2 separate regions of the Danio rerio genome follow, and region 2 is linked to region 1. Evidence: chromatin contacts called from public HiChIP or PLAC-seq data. All regions are on one chromosome and are shown on one strand. Each heading gives the region's core, a stretch centred on a gene start, on an enhancer-like site or on the middle of the called end of the contact. The rest is flanking DNA. Distances are from core to core; before and after follow the strand shown.

Evidence for each region. HiChIP or PLAC-seq counts read pairs in DNA pulled down with a chosen protein or histone mark.
Region 2: a contact with region 1 is called in an H3K4me3 HiChIP or PLAC-seq map of embryo, with 4 times the contacts expected there. The contact joins the promoter of fryb here to the promoter of b3glctb in region 1. A contact is called at or near these places in 3 of 18 Hi-C or Micro-C datasets (caudal fin, embryo and an unstated tissue) and 2 of 4 datasets of contacts at active chromatin or transcription factors (caudal fin and embryo).

The regions. Positions count from the first base shown.
Region 1 is chr10:38,634,093-38,636,854 of GRCz12tu, forward strand. b3glctb (beta 3-glucosyltransferase b) reads left to right here and starts at 1,462. Exons shown (of 15, transcript NM_001302248.1): 1 at 1,462-1,603; 2 at 1,856-1,893. The coding sequence starts at 1,543.
Region 2 is chr10:38,897,221-38,899,959 of GRCz12tu, forward strand. It overlaps fryb (furry homolog b (Drosophila)), which reads left to right and starts at 1,459. Exons shown (of 62, transcript XM_073915006.1): 1 at 1,459-1,597; 2 at 2,142-2,201.

The sequences.
Region 1 (2,762 bases), core at 212-2,711:
ACTAATATCACCCCATTATTGAACCAGTTTTTAAAGAATAAATATTTCCCATTATGTAGAATATTACAGTTGTTCCAAATTAAAATATTGTGTGGCGAGAAATTGTGCTTATACAATGACATGCCTCAGTGCCTTCCTGAATTTCCCGCCAGAGAAAGTGCAATCAGTTTTAGCAAGTCATAGATTGTTATTCATTTCGGTAATGGCGTAACAGACACACACAACATTTAATTATTTTTTAAGTCAATGAAATTACATTTAACACAAAGTAGGTGTTTAATGCAAATGCTTTTTTGTTAATAAAAAGAAATGTTAGACTCAATTATTTCTTAATAGCAAACTACAGGCGAGACAGTCAAAAATATATTGGGGGCCATTTCACCAAATACACATACGAGCATTATTTTTTAGACATAACATGAAATAATTTGTGTTATTCAAAACTGTTTGATTTTTTAAAAACGCCAAATGTCTGTTATTTGTTCTCCAACATCATTTTACTTGCTCAAAGGGGCACATAATGTTTTCCAATTATTGTGTTAGTCTTTTGTATGCCACAAGACCTCTGTTTTGGATGCATAATGCATGAGGCGTTACAATGAAATGTCAATAAATTGCAAGCTCCTGGACATCTCATTGTCTGACTTAATTGAATAAATGTTTACTCGGTTCAAACGATCAATGGCATAAACGTGAGCAAAACCCCTGAGTTTAACCCTCACAGCAGGAAATGTGGCGAACTTTGAATGTTCAGTTCAATTCATCTTTATTTTTATAGTGCTTTTACAATAGATTCTCTCAAAGCAGCTTTACATAGTTCTATTAAATTGAAATATCAGTGCAAAAAGATTAATGAAATGAAATATATGAAAATAGCAGTAATAAACAAACATGTAAAGCAGGAGTGTTTCTAACAAAATTTCTGGTGCATGTCTGGAGGACTGTGTCCTACAGGTGGTTTGTCAAGCCCACTCGCATACATTGAGCACACTCATGCATCATGCTCTTATGTGGTGCACTGTGTGCATGCTTTGCTAAAAAAGATAGGTCTTTAATCTAGTTTTGAATCGAGAGAGTGTTTCTGAACCTCTGACATTATAAGGAAGGGTATTCCAGAGTTTAGGGGCCATAAAAGAGAAGGGCCAACCTCCTTTAGTGGACTTTGCTATTCTGGGTACTACCAGAAGCCCAGAGTTTTGAGAGTGTAGCGAGACAAAAGGTTGGTTAGATAAACAGAATGTCAAAACACACCGTTAATATGAATGAGGAAGGTAAGCTTTAACTTCAAATATATTATGTATATCTTTCACCCACTTCAAGATGGAACAGAAACAACAGAGCTATAAATAGGGTCCTAGAAACGCGTTTAAGCCTGTCCGGTTGTGCAGGAGCATACTGATAAAGCTGACGTAATGGTGATATACTACCATTGACCACCAGGTTGCGCGCCGTATCAGATTTATTTCTGGAATCTGACGAATTCATTTGTGCTCCATGTTTCTGCAACGGGCGTGATACTGACAGACTGAGCCCCACAAAGACATGTCTAGATACACTGCTGGACACAATGTCATATATTTCTGCTGCTCCCTACTCTCCTTTGGTGAGTCGGCGACATACACATTCTCGATATAACTAAAACAACGCTGGCGTGTTAGCCAAACGAGAGCATCTCTGTTGATGACTGTAAACACACACCTATAACATGAAATTGTATCAATAATTTTGTTAATTATAAATTGGATTGCATATCTTCAGTTTAATTAATTTAAATAGAGCAGACATGACGTACTTCTTTCAAGCATTTTGTTATTTTGTAAATGCTCACAGCTAAACTTTGTTTTTCCCCTCACAGTGCCTTCTTGCAATGCTTTAAACGACGATAGCTGTGAAGTAAGGAAATTACTCTTTGTATTTCTGCACACAATACACAACATATTTTGATTTATAATTATTGTGTGTATTTTTATATCAGATTTGGGACAGTCCAATTAAATATGCTATAATGAGGTACTTTAAAACTTCTATCTTCCATCTTTTCCCCTGACAAAATCTCTGTCATAATTTTTATATATTTTAAGAAGCACCCAGTGTTATTCATAAATAAAAAACAGAAGAAAACGAGCTCCTAGCCTAATTAGTATTTGTAGTGCAGCGTAATTTCATTATGTACAATCAAATCTTAAATGCTGTCTGGAGCATTTGTGTCAAGAATGATTCATTCCCACAAATGTAATCCATGATTTTAGTCAATTCTGGCCATTTTAAAATAATTTGCTCCCTCATTTTAATTTAACTACAGATAATAAACATCCATCATTTAAAGGGCACCTATTTTACTTTGTTTTTTTAAGATTTAAGATAAGTCTTTTGTGTCTCCAGGATGTGTCTTTAAGGTTTCAGCTCAAAACACCCATCAGATTATTTATTATAGCTTTAAGAACATTAAAATACTGCGAACACAATGTAGTTGGTTTTGTTGCCTGACCCTTTAATGCTAGTTCTCCCTGCCCACTGTTCTCACGTGCAGTTCAGAGTGTGCCTTAATGTCTGCCTCGGCTGCATCAGATAAACAGCACAGTGACAGACATAAAGGAAAGCAGATCTCACGTAACGTTTGTTAGATATACTACAGTTAGAGCTTTCCCAATGGTTATTTAATGTATTTGTTGTGGAGTTAATTCAAGCCTTTTTGCAGTGATGAGTCACACGCAATGTTGTTACAAAGTTCACACACGTGTGTTTAACTTTGCAATGTTTTT
Region 2 (2,739 bases), core at 209-2,708, 260 kb after region 1:
TGAAAGCACAGACAACAATAACAGCTACATTGTGTTCAGAGCAGAATATTTCAATATTCTGAAAGGTCTAATAAATAATCTGATAGGTGTTTTGTGCTGAAACTTTACAGACACATTCTGGAGACACCAAAGACTTATCTTAAATCTTGAGAAAGGAGTAAAATAGGTGCCCTTTAAGTTATGAGTCATAGTTTTTATGTTTTAGATGGATGTCTGCTTATATTTGGTCAAAATGACAGTAAAAAGGTAACAATATGAATATTGCAATGGGGAGAACACGCAAAGTTCACACAGAAATGCGAACTGGCCAAGCTGGGACTCGAACCAGTGACCATCTTGCTGTAAAGTGACAATGCTAACCACTGAGCCACCGTGTCACCACCATTATATATTTATATGTATCATATGTATTATAATAAACCATAATTTATTCAATAGGAATGCAATACATTCAGGACGCATCTGAAAATAATAGCAAGTGGCAAATCATCAAATAAATGAATTTTTAAAAAATATTTTCAGATAGGAAACATCTACAATTGTATTGAAATATTAATATATATATATTTCTTTATTTAATTTTTTTTATTTAATGAGTACATTTATTGCTTATAGACCATTTCAGTGTGGTCATGTCATTGGCCATGAACATTTCCTGCTTCTTGTCAAACTCAAATCCTTAAAAAGAGGCAATTCAATTATAGCATAATGTTAAATCAACTATCATAACATTATTTATCAATATGTGGCTCTTTTTGGATTCTCAGAAGCTCTAGAAATTAAAAGCTTAAAACAAGTAATACGTTGGGATCATTGTTTTTGTTTAAATGCCTCATCATGGTCTGTAAAGTAGGTGAGAAGAGACTTCTTACACAAAAAACATTTTAATAATCTTAATTTCTAAAACTGTTAACCACACTTAAATATTAAAATCTGTGTCCTTTCAAAATAGGAACAAACCCAACCATTGGGTTAAATGTTTCAATGTAAATGTTATTTTATCCTTAACAGCTCTGTTTGCCCATATTTTTCCCTAATGTAGTTTTTTTTTATTTATTTATTATTTTTTTTTTTTGCAATAGTGTTCATTTCTTGCTTGTTTATCCTAATGCCATACACATCTGCAGGTAAGGCAGACAGCACACAAAAATATAACTGTTACTTCTTATATTTAGCAATATATTATGTTTTTAGACTGCACTAGCAGATATTTTCAATGAAAATCACAGTCAGTGTTAATAAAAATTGTCCTCTTTCATTAAAATTGTTACATTTAGTGCCTTTTGTCTGGGCTTTTTGCGCCTGTGCACCTGTCAGTCTCCAGCAGCATCTCTCCATCCTTCCACAAACCAAATGGATAAAAGGAAACAGATTGACGTGCGCTTCAGCAAATAAGCGCATTCCTTTTTTCCTCTTTGGTCAACATCTGCCCCCTGATTGGTCGCTATGGGCGGAGCCGCACCATCCTCAGCGGCCGTCTTTTTCTGTCAGCCGATGCGAGGAGACGCGAGACCAAATGAAGTGAAAATAACAGAATTCAGCGACGACGCCTGGATGAAGACATGAATATATAAACTCCTGAACACAAACACACAAGGTATGGCGTATTTTTTTGCTTGTTGCTTCAGGGCGTGTGAATTGTAATCGTGTTTCCATCAGTGGGCTTTCATTTGAGAAACCGCTAAAACAAATTAACGGAGACGCCGCGAGGAAGGCCAGACCACCAGCACAGATTGTGTTTGCTTGTGTGTTGTTAACACAAACACAACAACAGATTTGTCCGGTGCATAATTAGAAATACTATGCCGTCTACATGGCATTAGCGTTGTGGGTTAACGGAGTGTATGTAATTTATATACATGCTGATTGATGGAGATTGATGTCTGCTCACTCTGCTGTGATAATAACAACAGTGTAACGTAACGTTAATAGTGGCTGTGCTCCAAACCTAGTGTGCTTCCTTCCTAGACAGCATTTTGGGCATCACTCGTGCAGCTTTTATTGAACGCGCCTGCTGTACACTAAAATCATGCGCGTGACTTGAATATTTTCATTATTTACAATGTTACAGTTCACGCGCTTTTGAAGCACATCTACTGCTGACGCTCTTCATTACTGATGTTATGTTTTGCTACCTGCAGGAAACTGGACCGTTTTATATTCTGCATGGCAACAATCGCATCCTCCTTTGTCTAAACGGGGTGAGTCGTGACAGATTTTTTTGTCATTATTTAATTACTCTGTTCATGTTGCTGTTTGTGTTCTGAATGTTATATAAGTACCGAGCAATACCGATGAACCACACGTGGTTAATATATGTGAAATCCGTCGAGCACGTAGAAGTTTGGCAATAGCCTTTGTTTTTATATTTGGGATTGATTATATTGAGATGACGTCATGCGGATAGATGTTGTTACAATGCTAGATTATTTTATTTTGTAAATTTCATATTCATGAATGTATTGAATATTTCTAAACCTTGTTTAAAGGTTTCTATTATAAATTTTATTTACATATAGACTCGCTCTAGTATATTAATAGCAAGCAATGTCAAGATACAATTATAGTTGCAAAGGAGTTGAAGTTAATTAAATAGTAAACTTGCTGTCAATTGGTTAGGTTAAATAACCCCTTAGTTATATTGTCATTGTAAAGGTGTCTGTTTGTATTTTTACTTTATTTTATGTTATTAGTAGGGCCAGACGGAATCTACAGACATTTTTTGCTATTTCTGCGCAG